4 separate regions of the Mus musculus genome follow, and all the other regions are linked to region 1. Evidence: chromatin contacts called from public Hi-C, Micro-C and promoter capture Hi-C data. All regions are on one chromosome and are shown on one strand. The core of a region is the stretch at or near the end of the contact, and the rest is flanking DNA. Distances in the headings are between cores, read along the strand shown.

Region 1 (3,434 bases), core at 157-2,656:
TTGGTGTGGCACACAGTAAGCACTATATTGGATCAGGGTTATAATCACCCCATCGCTCCCACAGAGGTGTCCCGGGCTGGGTGGTTTTGGAAAACTCTTTATAGTCGGACTTATTCTCTGCCCACTTCGGAAAAGGTGGGTGTGCACACGCGGCGGGCTCTGAACCTCTCCCACCGCAGAGAGCAAGACACCCGAAACAGGATCTGGGTCTGAAGACTGGGCGGGGTTCTCCCTCTACCCCATCAGGGTGCTTTCCCGCCCCAGCACAAGAGCCCAGCCCAACTAAACCAGCCCTGCTGCAAAAGCCACAGGCTGCCAGGACTGGATGGGGCCAGTGTCCGCCACTGGCGAAGAAACTGAGGTTCGCCGGCCTCTTCTCTGACCAAACGCATCGGTCTAAGTCTGCTGTGGACAGAGCTTGGTCTCAACTTTATTTGAGGGGAAAATAAGAGAAGACACAGAGGAACAAATTTAACATGAGGGAGTTTCGACAGTTTAGGGAGGCAACGGTCCGGTCTAATGAATGCACTTCTCTGATACCTACAGAAACCTCCATTTCAGGGTAGGGTTACCCACGTGACCTTAAAAGGCAGAGAGCACAAACTTTTCTCTTTCTCTCTCTTCTCTTCAAACACCCAATCTGCAAAGCGATTTTTCTCTTGGGACAGACGACTTTCCTAACTGCCTCGGCAAGCCGGAGGGTAGCACCCAGCGCCGGCTCCGGGACGGGTCGGTTGAGTCGCGCTTCCTGGACGAGGCGGTGCTTTTCGCGCGCTCGCTCCGGGCGAATCTGCCCTTCCCTCACTCACCGGTGTCCAGAGTGGTGAACCTGCCGCTCGGGCTGTTTCGCCGGTTGCTACTGCCGCCGCCGGAAATGCCCAGCATCTGCAGATGCCGGGCCAGCTCGAACATGCGGTCCCACTGGCCCTCGGCGCGGCAGCGCTCCACCTCGCTCTCCACCTTCAGGTGGGTGCCGTGCGCGCCCTTCGCAGCCATCTTCGAGCAGGAGCTGTCATGGGAGGTGCGGCGGAGGAGTGGAGACCAGGCCGGGGGCGGCGTCCAGGCTGGGGAGCACTCTCCAGCAGGCTTGACGGGAGTGCAGACGGCATCCGGGGCCCGGGTGGCAGAGGGGGCCCGGGTAACGGCAAGGGGCCCGCAGCAGCAGCAGCAGCAGCGGCGGCGGCAGCGCCCACCGCACCGCCTGGAGCCTCTGGACTGGGGCTGCGGCTGCGCGACCCCAAGGCGTCCAGAAGCAGCCTCCGCCGCTGCTGCAGCAGCTCCTGACGCTGCTGTCTCCTCCTGTGCAGCAGCTGCTGCCACAGCTCCCGCCCCGTGCCCGGGCGTCTCCAACAGCGGAACCTCCCCGGGCCGCGGCTCCACCCCAAAGTGGGCGTGGCTATCCCCCGCCGGGCTAGGCGAGCCGACCGCCAGCGAGGCCACAGAAGCCAAGCGCGCACACGGCGATCTCGGGCCGCCCTCCGCCGGCTCCCCGCCGCTGACTGGGTGCTCACTTTAATGCTGCGGGGAGCCCGGGAGCCCGGGGGCGCCTCGCTCCCCGTTCCCTCCCCATCCCGTCAGGACTCTTGGCCTGGGGTCCTCCGCCCGGACCGCCCGGCTTTGTGTGGTGGCCCCGTCACCGCCACAGCCTGAGGCACGTCACAAATCCGAGGAGCGGCCGACAGGACAGTCCTGGTCCCGGGCTCTTGGCGGATCCGGGTCGGATGCAACGCGCCCGCCCGCAGGGCTGCGGATAGACCGGCCGGGGCAAGTCCCTAAGCTCTTCGGATGTCCCCAACTCGGAGAGGGTTTATGTTTGTTTTAACTGCCGGACTCCTCTTTCCATCGGAATGCCTACTCTGGGTTCTAAAAGAGGATCTCAGCTGATTTTCCACTTGCTGCTACTTTATTTTGGTGTCTAAAGGCTGATCAGAACTCCAGGGAGCGCCCGACTCCGCTCTGCTCCGCTCTAAGGCCAGCGGTGCCCAGAAGTTCAAAGGACTCTGGGCGGGGCTTGGAGGGCGGAGCCAGGACTACCCTGGCTAGAAGGCAAGTATCGTGACCCCACCCTCGGTGAAACTGGAGCTGTCAATCCTGCCTGGGAATTGAGGATGTAGCTAAAACCACAGCCAACACTGAAAAAAAAATCCCCAGGGCCTGTACTTAAGTCACTTGTTGTGAGGTCCATTCCGAAAACGTTCGAGAATGATTTCAGGCAAGCTTTTCAGTAGTTCGAAACTGACCGCTTTCTACTTCTCCGGGAGGTCCTTCCACTCCCTGCCCCTTGCTGCCGGGAAATTTACAGCTTCAAGTTTCAGTACAGAACTAAGGTTTTCGGGTCTATCAGAGCACAGGCTCCTGACGCCCATTACCAGGGCCGGTCCCTATCAAAACTTCAGCTCCTCCGTGTGATCGAAATGAAGCCCCCTTCCTCCCTGGAAGGCAAGATTCCCTGCCCCTGTGTGCAGAACCTGAGGTTCTGCAGAACTAGGTTTCACGGAGGCGGTGGGGCAGGGGGATGGGGTGGGGAGAGGGTTGGGGAAGGCAGAAAGAGTGAAAGACTGACTTGGGTATCCTGAGAATGCGTTTTCAATTTACCTAGTCAGAGTGTTAGTGGGAGATACCCCTGGGGCCAGAGGGAACAGCAGGATTGACAGAAAGGGGAAGGGTAGACTGATAGAAACAAAGAAACCCCATCTTTTCTTCCCATTCTTTTGTCAACCACGGTTGCAAATACTGGAGGACTGGCTGCAGAGAGCATTAGCTCTTGTCTGTTTGACTCTATCATCAGTTTGAGTGTGGGCACGGGAGGGCACAGAGTTCGTGCCTCAGATACAAAGCAAGTGTTCCTCCAGGCGCCTGACCGCGTCTCAGCTCTTTGCTAGCAGAGCCAAGATCCTCATCTTCTAATGACCAGCATTAGGAAGAGAGAGTGGAAACCTATAGGAAAAAGAACAAACGAAAAAGTCACAGAGCTGTGACTGCATTAATAACATCTGGTGAGATAAAAGGCAAGTAGCAAGTGGGGTTTGTTGCATGTGGTGGTGCACGCCTGCTGTCATAGTATTTGGAAACTAAAGGCAGGGGGATTAAAAAGAATTCAAGGCCAGCCTGGGATACATAGCAAGATCCTTTTTTTTTTTTTTTAAAGAAAAGTAATGTTATTTATTTATTTAATTTACATAATCTTGTATCTCACAGACAAATTCAGGATTAACTTTAGTCAAGACCACTCTGATGCCAGCTTACCAAAGCTGCTAGCCAACATCGTGGTGGTCTCCCAATGATTTTACTGCTCCACATGAAGAGGAACAGCTTTGACCCCAACAGTCTTATTAGTGTTTCTAAGAAAGACAATGAAGTTCATGGAGGAAGTATGGGGGGTTGGGGGGCAGGTTGGTATTTTGTTTGAGACAGGTCTCACTATGTTGCTCTGT
Region 2 (3,444 bases), core at 639-3,138, 230 kb after region 1:
CCCATGTTCACCACCTGGCAGCAGGTGATAGCCCAGAACTGAGATGTGACTTGAGCTACACACAGCAGATGTGAACGGAGCAGGTCACACTTCTGTAGGTTGTCTCGCTTGCCCATCTCCCCGTGTCACCACAACAGCTGCACAAGAACACTGATATTTGGAGTAAGGGGTGGTGAAGTTGTCTCATCACAGACAAACTGAGCAGGGGAAGTCCTCTGGAAGGAATCTCTGTGTTGCTTTCCCACCTCTGCGCCACTCGGACCACTCAAAACATCCCCAGGACTTGCTCTCCGTCTCCTCCAGTCACCAACCAGCTTGTTCTTTACATTTTTACTTATTGTTCGTGTGTGTGTGTGTGTGTGTGTGTGTGCGTGTGTGTGTGTGTGAGTGTGCCTTAGTTAGGGTTTCCATTGCTGTGAACAGACACCATGACTAAGGCAACTCTTATAAGGACAACATTTAATTGGGGCTGGCTTACGGGTTCAGAGCTTCAGTCCATTATCATCAGGGCGGGGAGCAGGAAGCAGGGCAACGTCCAGGCAGACATGCTGCTGGAGAAAGAGATGAGAGAGCTCTCCATCTTGATCTGCAGGCAGCAGGAGATTCTTTTGAACTGGGTGGAGCTTGAGCACTAGATATCAGGTTTGAGTATAGGTGAGTGCTCCAACGCAGGAATGAGACCAGGAGAAGAGTTCATCAGCATCAGCACCATGCCCCATCCAACCCCCACTGCCAATACCCCCGACCCAACCTCCACATATATGATCGTTCCGAGTAGAATTCTAGCTTCAAGAAAAGTGGGGCAATGAAGCAAAATGTCAGGCACCAATGCCAAACAAAGCACATGGAGGCTATAGAAAGAGTTATAGCTCAGAGCCGGTCAGTGTAGTCAGTGGACAGTGCAAGAGCCCTCAGATCTCAGGTTCACTGACTAACAAGGAGAGCAGGGCAGTAAAATAGATGCCAGACTCTTAGAAGTGGGCACCAGCTATGGCAACTGTCTGACCCTCCACTGGATAGTGGATGATGAACCAGAGTGGGCTACTTATGTGCTGAGCCTGAAGAGCCTGTGTTGGGCTAGGGAGGGCCAGTGTATGAGACTGGCCATTCTCAGTCATAAAGGGCAATATATTTGTGATTAAAATAGCACCTTGCTATTTTAATTCTGGTCCTCTGCCAGCCTGAAGGGGTAGAGGGAATACCAAAACAAGAGTCTAGAAATCTCTGGACTACTCTGGCTGAAGCCAGTCACTAGTGTGGGACTCTTAGACATATCTTTTTTTTTTTAAACCAACTGTTAGGGGGTTTGTTTTCCTTGTTTGCAAAAATCAGGAAGTTGAGCCAAACAAAAGGTTTTCAAAGCATCCTCCTCAGACTGGCAGTACCAGTGCCATCCGGTGGTTTATGAGAAATGAAAGTCCTTAGACCCTACCTTAATTCTACCAGATCAGAAACATTGGGAGGGACCCCTGGAAACCTGTGCTTTAATGAGTCTCCAAGTGTTTCTGAGCCCAGTAAAGTCTCAGATTCCAGGTCCCAAATAATCCTACATCTGCATGCCCAGATGCCTCTGCATTTGCTAGAAGAGATGAAATGCCCCTACCCCTGCTCCTGAGCACACAGACACCCACAGAGCAGGTCTCAGCACACAGCTCTTCTCCCCAGTCTGTTGCTAAGCCAAGGCTGCCTCTGCAAGGGATGGATTAATGCTGCGACCAGCCAGTTAGAGAGGATACACTGCATTCTGTCTCCTTTATCTCCTGCCCAATTAGCTAGAGGTAAGTTAGGAAGATTTACTCTCCTTCACAAGCAAGGTCACAACCTGAGGTTGTCATAGAAGCCAGTTTCCACCCTGGCTGCGCTCCTGGAGCAGCGGATTGGCTAGTAGGCAGACGGCTCTGCCTGGCAGCAGGGATTTGATAGGCAAGGCGTGGAGGAAGAACCAAAGGGGAAGAGCAGCTCTGCTAAGCCTGTTGCCTTCTGCTTACAAAAATTTATAGGTCTATTTATAACTTGTCTTGCTCCACAAAGGATTTCAGGCAGCTGCCTTCCTTGTTGAAAAATCCTTGATGCCAAAACTTGGTGTCTGACACCAAGGACTTCCTGGTCCAGAGCAGAGGGCCAAGCCTTTGTTCGTGCAACCTCGAGCAAGCACATCACGGGTGCCCTAAGTGTGGAGGGTAGCTATCCATCGTCCTGCCCTTCCTTCCTGCCTTCCTGTCTTCACAGATGATAGAGTCAGCATCTTGTCTGCCCTTGTTTTCCGTGGTACAACCTGATAACTCCTGGTTTGCATCTTTTCCATTTGGGTTAAATAAGTAAGATCCATTAGGAAAAAGTCCCAAAGCCTAGTTCGAGGACTGATTGTCAGAGCTCTGTACATAAAGAGAATTCTCTGCTTTTTCTCAGCCATCTCTTCCTCAGAGGAAAATGCCCACTACTCCATCATTGGTTGGAGTCATACTTGGAGTCAGTTCGGATTTTGAGGGGTCCTTACGTCAGCTACGTCCTCAATGTGCTTAGAAGAGATGCAGCTTCGTAGTAAATTCCCAATAACCATTACCGCAAGTAAACAAAATAGAAACCCGTGGCATGGGTTCATACAAGAGCCTCTTAGGAAGCTTTTGATCCAACTAGGATTGTCCCTTTGCAGGAATAATTGATCACTATGAGTCTGAACCCCAAATTCTTGTCTTGTCTTTCCTTTTTTTACTTATCTTCTTAGTCTAGAACTGAGTTCAACAATTAAGTTATTTGGCTTCAGCTATTTCAGAGTGAGAGGTTCTAGTTTTTAACAAATCTCTCCACAGGAGGCTCAGTGACATCTAGAGTTACTGAGACATGGAGAGAGCCACATGCTCTGACCCTGGCTGAGCGCCTCTGTAAAGGGCTGCCATATTCTGCCCCCATGAGTCCTTGCTCCCTGGACTTCAGCCATGCGGGGGTTCTGACACATGCTCTGTCCCCACATGGCCTCCCTCTCACGGCTCAGTCTCCTCAGTCTCTCGCTGCCTACCCCTGCCCTTGCTTCACATACAGGATGTTCTCTTTTGGAATCTGACTAACCATCACAAAAATTGACAGGAAACAGCCAAGAGCAGAGGACAGACATGATGCTTCTAAAGAAGGGAAACTTCGCTTACTAAGTATCGAGACTCATTCATTAGAGACACTTAGCTTACTAAGTATCAAGACTGAAACTTCGCTTACTAAGTATCAAGGCTCGTTCATTATTAGAAGCGTTTGGGTGGATTTTCTTTTTGTTGAGCTGGTGGACAAAGACTTAAAAGGCAAGTGCTAAACAAATACTTGTTTGTAACCCAGGATCCATTGTTCTGTGTGCCTTTTAGTAGAGACAAGAAGGAGTACAAGAAAAGAATGCATTCAACAATAGAAATGATAACTTTGTTATTAGTACAGAAATAAAGAAGCACACACTAGAAC
Region 3 (3,635 bases), core at 458-2,957, 140 kb after region 1:
CAATTTATCTTTTAGTGGAGCCTTTCGTAGAGAAAGGAAGACTGGCCTTGCACTTAGGCGCTCTGGATTCCTGTGTGTAGATGGGTACAAGGACACTGAGAACAGCCACCCATGCCAGGCACTGTGCTATGCACATCTCCAAGATTATTTGGTTTCATATTTCCACACCTCCGTGTTAAGCAGGTGAGAAATCAGGCCCTGTCGGGAATGAGAAACCCACCGATGAACAGCAGCCAAGCCGGGGCACAGCCCACTCAGGCTGACAATAATCCACAAGTATGGAACACTGTTAACATGCTTGGAAGAAAATTGTTCTTTCCCACCACAATCAGTAAGGAGTAGGAGGTAGCTCCCCAGTAGAACCCTTGCTTCATACGCACACGGTCTGGCTTTGATTCCCAGCACCACAAATTGCTATGAATAAACTGCTCTGACGTACGAGCGGATACTGAATTATTCTATCTCCATGTGCCACAGAATTCTAAAAATCAATAATGGTGCTGTATTCCCTCCTCTGATGAAACTTCCAAATATGGCTCTGTGAGGTTTTTATTTGATTAGTGACAGGAAGAAACAAAGGTCAAAAAAGCCTAAGACCATACACGTGTGGCAGGCTCCCCTCAGCCTCTAAGACCCTTCGTGTGGCAGGCGCCCCCTCAGCCTCGGTCCCTAATCACTCTCATGTCCCACCTCCCAGGGAGCGCATCAATACACAGATGATTGCTGGCTCGAGGGCATTGCTCTTCGTTAAAAGTTAAACAGCATCCAGTATCGTATGACTTAAGACCCGGATTTCAGTTGGACGGCTCTGCGTACACGAGGCCTCTCTTCAGTATTCGTTTGCTGTGTACCTTCTCCTTGAATTTCCTCATTCTCTATACAGCCACGAAGTTCCTTATCTCTTGTGTGGTTTTCAAAGCTACCTAGAGTGGCAACTTCCTGTCCACAAGGCAGGGAACAAACGCCCATTTCTATGGCTCATTCACTGAGTCTCTTCACTCTTATGGAAGGGCAATTTACACCTGTCCTGTCCTGCAGAGGGCAAATTCAATGAATTGTGAGACTGTAATCGCAAACCATTTAAAACCCCACTGCTCCTCAAGTAGTTTTCAATTTCCAAAATACTACTCTTTCATGTTCCACCGAAGTTCCTATGTGGTTTCAAGTCATTAGCATAGAAGAAATTATTTCCATTTTCTGTATTTGTCAAATCATATGCATGCCTACGTAGACATCTGTTTTTTTTTGTACTGGAATTCATGAGAAGTTACCCACAGAACTTTAGGAAAGTAACATGGATGCTTAAAAAAAAAAATCTCTGACCTTATGAAAGAAAAGTATTATTTGAATGCAATGTTGGCAAGCAAGGCTGGAGAAGCCACGGCCAAAAATGATAACAACAGAGCTTGGTCCATTTGCTGGCATACTCCATGAGACCCACACTCGGAAGAGCCAGGCAGAAAAACACATCCGCATTCTTCACACAAAACCAACACCTGAGCGACTTCCCAAACCCTGGATAGAATCGGGGTTGGTTGGTATTAGCTGTCAGACAGGAACGGGTTATCTGGAAGGGGGCGGGGCGAGGACAGGGGGAGGGGCGGGGGCTCTGGGTTTATATTTGAGAGACCATCTTGACTGTGGGCAGGAACACTCCCAGTGGGAACCCTGGACTGCAGGAAATGGAGCCAGTGAGCTGCGCACCAGCATCTGTCCTGCTCCTCTGGCTGTAGGGGTGACGTCACCGCGGACTTGGAAGTGGGAGCTAAAACAAACCCTTCTGTCCTAAGTCAGGTCATTTTATCAACAGAAGCAGGGAAAGAAACCAAGAATCATCTTATTTCCAAAGAAATTCTGACTCTGACTTAAAAAGAAAATCTAGTTGCCGTTTTACTGCCGACAGTGGTCTATTTCACCTTCCCATAAAGGCTCCCTGCAGGACTCACTTCTGAGTTCCGTGACAGCTGTTACGCAAACACCGAATTCTAGAAAACAATTTGAGACTTTTGGCTCTTTATCAAGAAAGAAATTGCTAAAAAGCAGAGACAGTATTTTAGTGGCACAATTTATGAATTCTCAAAGTTGGAACTACTCAGCCAGACATTTCACTAGTCTCTTGGTGTATTAAAATTCAACACTGTCTCAATTACACTTAAGGGCACAAAATATTTGTAAGATAATGAAACTAAAAGTATTACGATTCAACTGTTTTTAAAATGTCGTAGTTTTAAGACAAGCACAAATAAAATAATTTATCATGTATTGAAAGAGAATCAGGGTAAAAGTTAGGTTTAAGTGCATAACTGCACCCATTTTATGAAGATGGAAAAACACAAAACCATTTAGTGTATGACAGATTTTCACCGTTATAGGACAAAAAGAGATTGTGTGGTGACAATGCACCAGGCACCAAGCACAGCTTGTGCTGTATCAGGCCCGAGAACAGCTCCCTCCCACCCAGGATTTCTGCTCCAGGAGCCCAACCTACACCACCTCCTGTGGCAAGTGGGGTCCCTGGTGTTCCTAGGCCACTGGGGAAGTTCCTGCACCCAGCCTCACAGAGGAAAACGAACATGTCTACCCCACTAAGACCTAGGCCTTCCCTGAACACTGTAAATGCCCCTGATGAAAGAAGAAAGGTAATTTGAGCAAAAGAGAGATGCTCAGCCAGTAAAATACTCTAGATTCGGAAGTCCAAGCACAGAAACAAAACCAAGATGAACAAACCAAGACCTGGTGCCTGCAGAAGTGACCGACCCACAATACTGGCATCGTCTGGACTCCATCCAGGGCAGGTTTGTTTCCCCTTTTTGCAGACGTTCAGTTTGTAGAGAGATTATCTGTGTACTGTATGGATGCATCACCCATCAATTAAGAAGACCTATGACCTATAGGAAAGGGTAGAATAGGTGGGACATCCCGGAGGCACAAAGAATTCTGGGATAGAGCCAGGTGTGGGAGATTGACCCAGGAAGATGTGAGAAGACAGACGCATGGTACCTGAGCACAGGAAGCCAGTTACATGGTAGAATATAGGCTAGGCGAGATGGGAGATTTTAAGTTAGAGGAGAGCCTAGTATATGGCCAAGGTATTTGTAAATAATTTTGAGTCCAAGTCTCATTTCTGAGACCATGAGCTGGGAGGAAGACCCCAGGACTGAATCTATATCAGTTTGCCATTACTATTTACCTCAGCCATTCCCTTAGCTCTCTTCATACTTCTGTTTGCCCATGTCCCAGGGTAGACTCCCAGTGAGGTAACATCCCTCATCTCCTCACATCTTACTTCCCCTCTGTAGCCCAGACATCACAGTCTTGAATGGCTTGCCCACAACCTAACAATGACATAAGAAAACCTAAGATTTGGGGCTGGAGAGATGGCTTAGTAGTGAAGTGCACTGGCTGCTTTTCCAGAGGACCTAAGTTCAATTCCCAGCGCCCACATGGTGGCTCATGACCAGCTATAACTCCAGTCCCAGGGAATCCCATGCTCTCCTCTGGTTTTCAAAAGTACCAGGTACACACACACACACACACACACACACACACACACACACACACTGCACAGACATACACTTACAATAAAAACAACCAAAACCAAAACCAAATAGCAGGAACAGCCTGAGGCTCCGGTA
Region 4 (3,548 bases), core at 945-3,444, 190 kb before region 1:
TTGTCCAGTCCGTGGTTACTTCCGGCCTCTGTTTTATTTGATCTGGCTGAAGATATGACTCCAGTGACCACTTTTCCTCTCTTGAATTTTCTTCTTCTCTTGACTCAGTGGAACGGCTTGTTCTCTGATGAAGGTTGACGTAGCCACCAGATGTCTCACCTCCTCTGTACCTTTCTGCCTTGCCTTGCTCTGTCTGGAGGGCTCCTCTGTTCTTGCCACCTCGTGGGGAAAGTCCTACTCACCGCCTAGGAATGTGCTGGGTGTTCCTTACCCTCCCGAAGTATTCTAGATCAAACATCCCGAGCGTGTTGACATCTTCTCCCTTAATGCCCAGGATTAAAATCCCCTATTAATCTGGGCTTGATAGTATATGCCTGTAATCCCAACCCTGCAGAGTCTGAGACAGGAAGATCATGAGTTCAAAGCCAGTACAGGATATATAGTAGAAACCTTTCTTCAAAAACAAAAATTATATATTTTTGTGTCTGTCCATCCATTAGCTCTCACAGGCTGGGAGCTGGGCATTTTATTCTCCATGTGATTGATGCCGGCACAACTTGGCACACAATGCGCCCGCCATTCATGGTGACTGAGTAAGTGACATCATCCCAAGTCTCCAACTAGGCTACTCTAGGGTAGTGGTGTAATTAGTCTCTCAGAGGGCTTTTGTACAATTGATTGATTGATTGATTGATTGATTTTGTGTGTGTGTGTGTGTGTGTGTCTGTGTGTCTGTGAGACAGAAAGAGACAGAGACTGAGACAGACAGAGACAGAGAGATGCATGGCACTCAAAGGACAAGAGTCAGTTCTCTTTCTACCTTGTGGACCCCAGAGAGGGAACAATGCTTTTGCTAAGGGAGTCATCTTGCAGGCCCCCTCTCCCCTTTCCATTGTGATAAAACCCACATTTATCATTTTGGCCAGTTTAAAGTGTGGAGCCCAGGAGATACCTGCTGTTTCAAATGGCATATAACTATCACTGCTTCTCAGTTACAGACATTGGTTGGTTGGTTGGTTGGTTGGTTGGTTGGTTGGTTAGTTGGTTCTTTTGAGACAGGATCCGCACTGGCCTTGATCTTGAGATCTTGATTCAGGGTGTGCACCACTTCACATGATCACCAGCTTACGTTTTAAGAGTTAACTACTGTGCCTAAGAAATCCATGGAATAAAAATACTTCTAACCTGTAAACCACTGGCCCAAAGGCAGACACTTCCTGAATTCCGGGGGTGGAGGGGGTATTGTTCATGTTTTCACTCCCCTAAACAAGTTTGTTTGACCCAACTGCACCAACCAGATGTGCTTGGTCACATGTAGACAGGAGGTACCGAGGCAGGAAATATGTTAGGATGCGTGCTTGTCCCGGATTGGCCCTGATGGAAAACTATGGCAGTCTAATGGATTTGCCCTTTTGTTGTGAATGGCCCTGGTGATGCCTGTATTTTGATGTTAATTCTGCTTTCTCAGGAAGGGTTGTCTGGACCAAACGGATGAGTCGCATACTCAGGTGACTTCTTGTGAACTCCACCCCACCCCCAATGAATAAAGGGACCAATCACTGGGTGAGTAGGCAGGACTTCTGGGTTGGATGGAGGAAGAGAGGAAGCAGGAGAGAGTTAGGGGCTTTTTGGACAGGGATAGTGACAGGGATAGTGACAGGGATAGTGACAGGGATAGTGACAGGGTTAGTGACAGGGATAGTGACAGGGATAGTGACAGGGATAGTGATAGTGTCTCCTGGCTTATACGGTAAATCCACTGAGGATTTAGATTTATTATGACTTACAAGATTAGGATTCTAGTATCTGTGGAACCGGTCTTTCTCTTGTGATTCTCAGGCTTAACATACACCCAAGCTCAACATTTTAAATGGTCCCACATGGAGATCTTCTATCCACTAAGACTTATTTTATTTGGTGTGTATGTATGTATTTGTGTCTATTTGCATGTATGAGCATCATGTAGATACTGGCCCCTACAGAAGCCAGAGAGGGTATTGAATGCCTGGGTGCTAGAGTTTGTGATAGCTGTGAGCCACCTGTTAAGGATGCTGGGGTCTGAACCCCTGTCTTCTGAAGCCATATGCTTAAAGAAACAAAAGGCAGCCAGCATTCCCCCTCAGTGTAAGCCCTGGGGCAGTCAGGCAACAGCAGCCACCCTTCTCTCCCCACCCCCAGTGCAGCCAGTTCTCCCTCCAGCATCGCTATCTCCTGTCTTTTGGAGAAAGCAGAGAATTAATGTCCTTGAAGTGATAAGACCCCCACCCTTAGGCTCTGGGAAAGAGACAACCGAGCGTTCCCAGCAGTCAAAAACAGCTACAGCCAGCTCGCAACAACAGGAAAGACCGCACTGGCCGGCCACTGATAACAGAACGAGTTACTCCTTTCCAGGTCAAAGAGGGCCTTTTCTAGATATACGGTCTCTCTTTTTTGTCTGGGAAAAAAAAACAAAAAACAAAAAACAAAAAACAAAACGCTATCAGTTCTTGAAGGCCCCAGCTTGTTTGTGCATTTCCCCTATATAAACCCTAAGCCCCTAGACCTGAGCATTGCATTCCTAATCGGTCTTGCGGGGAGGATTGTGTTTCAAGTCTGAACTCTAATGTGCCTACATTGGCCTTGTGGTCTCTGGCGGTCTCCTGGGGGTCTCCAGGACTGAGCAGATCATGCTCTGAACTGCAGTGACACCTCTGTACACATTGTCATTCTCCACCTCCTCGTTCCTCATCCTCTGCCTTTCTGTTCCTGAAGTTGCATGTGATGGGGGTGGGGCGGGGTGGGGCAGGGCGGGGCGGGGCGGGGCTCCTAACCCTTGGCCTTGAATTCCTGTTTTCATGATCCATTTACACTTTGGCATCTACCAGTATTTGCTTCTCTCTATAATCAATAGTCCACTGAATGGCCATTGTCACTCACTGATTCCTTGATGGACATTTAGGTTGTTCATTCTTTTCCGCCGTTGTGGATGATGTAGACATCGACATTTGTAAACAAGTTTGTTTAACCGCTTTCAGTTCTCTTAGGTTTTATACCCAGCAATGGAGTTGTCAGAGTGTGGAGATTTATTTATGTGTTATTTATGGAGGGACGCAAAGCTGCCTTCCATAGTGACTGTGCTGGGTTAACTGTATCCTACATTTTCCATTTACTTCTCTGCTTCATTGAGAACATTTCTTATTGTCCATTTTCCTCTGAGTGTAGGCCTCCCAGCATGACCAGTAGATGCATTTTGAGGTGCGCACTTAGCGTAAAACATTCCTGTCTGTAAATGTCTTACTGCACCTTAGGAGGTGGCTCCCTGTAGCTGTTTATCACAGTTTGCTCTGACCCAGATAATAGCTGACTGGACTAAGGCCGCATTTTGGAATCTATATTTGAGAAGGATGATAGGTAGACCTGGTTCACACAGCAGAGGGGTGGTGGGAGAGGTGGGTGTAGTTCCCATAGCTGAAACATGAATTTTATAGTTGCAAATGTATGGTTTGGGTTTCACTATACAGCCCTGGAACTCAGTATGTAGATCAGGTTGGACTGTAACTCAGCGAGAC

What was found. Promoter capture Hi-C pulls out the DNA fragments that hold promoters and counts their contacts. Hi-C and Micro-C count contacts between places; a contact is called where the count stands out from the background.
Region 2: a contact with region 1 is called in a promoter capture Hi-C map of neural stem cells. The contact joins the enhancer-like site here to the promoter of 4833418N02Rik in region 1. A contact is called at or near these places in 3 of 39 promoter capture datasets (the SN4741 cell line, cranial neural crest and neural stem cells), 15 of 115 datasets of contacts at active chromatin or transcription factors (the NIH/3T3 cell line, the SCID.adh cell line, bone marrow-derived macrophages and 7 more) and 4 of 9 other capture datasets (adipose tissue, embryonic stem cells, liver and 1 more).
Region 3: a contact with region 1 is called in a Hi-C map of uterus, with 8 times the contacts expected there. The contact joins the enhancer-like site here to the promoter of 4833418N02Rik in region 1. A contact is called at or near these places in 1 of 484 Hi-C or Micro-C datasets (uterus), 3 of 115 datasets of contacts at active chromatin or transcription factors (embryonic stem cells and pancreatic cancer cells) and 2 of 9 other capture datasets (adipose tissue and liver).
Region 4: a Micro-C map of embryonic stem cells shows a contact between it and region 1, with 3 times the contacts expected there. The contact joins the enhancer-like site here to the promoter of 4833418N02Rik in region 1. A contact is called at or near these places in 2 of 39 promoter capture datasets (the 3T3-L1 cell line and the SN4741 cell line), 4 of 484 Hi-C or Micro-C datasets (embryonic stem cells and forebrain), 9 of 115 datasets of contacts at active chromatin or transcription factors (bone marrow-derived dendritic cells, bone marrow-derived macrophages, craniofacial prominence and 4 more) and 2 of 9 other capture datasets (adipose tissue and liver).

What each region holds. Positions count from the first base shown.
Region 1 is chr17:87,280,786-87,284,219 of GRCm38.p6, reverse strand. 4833418N02Rik (RIKEN cDNA 4833418N02 gene) reads left to right here and starts at 1,406. Exons shown (of 5, transcript NR_015506.3): 1 at 1,406-2,046. Ttc7 (tetratricopeptide repeat domain 7) reads right to left here and starts at 1,334. Exons shown (of 20, transcript NM_028639.3): 1 at 810-1,334. The coding sequence starts at 996.
Region 2 is chr17:87,053,620-87,057,063 of GRCm38.p6, reverse strand. It overlaps the pseudogene Gm24648. Among named protein-coding and RNA genes, the nearest start is that of Gm30421, 4.5 kb to the right of the region's middle. Within about 2 kb of position 1,888, at least 70 of the 459 cell types and tissues checked have an H3K27ac peak or open chromatin away from gene starts, as enhancers often do. A contact at or near this core is called in adipose tissue, bone marrow-derived macrophages, liver and 2 more, where this site is marked.
Region 3 is chr17:87,140,558-87,144,192 of GRCm38.p6, reverse strand. No RefSeq gene overlaps it. Among named protein-coding and RNA genes, the nearest start is that of Socs5, 35 kb to the right of the region's middle. Within about 2 kb of position 1,707, at least 70 of the 459 cell types and tissues checked have an H3K27ac peak or open chromatin away from gene starts, as enhancers often do. A contact at or near this core is called in adipose tissue, liver, pancreatic cancer cells and 1 more, where this site is marked.
Region 4 is chr17:87,469,712-87,473,259 of GRCm38.p6, reverse strand. It overlaps Gm30938 (a long non-coding RNA gene), which reads left to right. Exons shown (of 4, transcript XR_385891.4): 2 at 501-593; 3 at 1,469-1,563. Among named protein-coding and RNA genes, the nearest start is that of Gm30938, 3.1 kb to the left of the region's middle. Within about 2 kb of position 2,194, at least 23 of the 459 cell types and tissues checked have an H3K27ac peak or open chromatin away from gene starts, as enhancers often do. A contact at or near this core is called in embryonic stem cells and trophoblast stem cells, where this site is marked.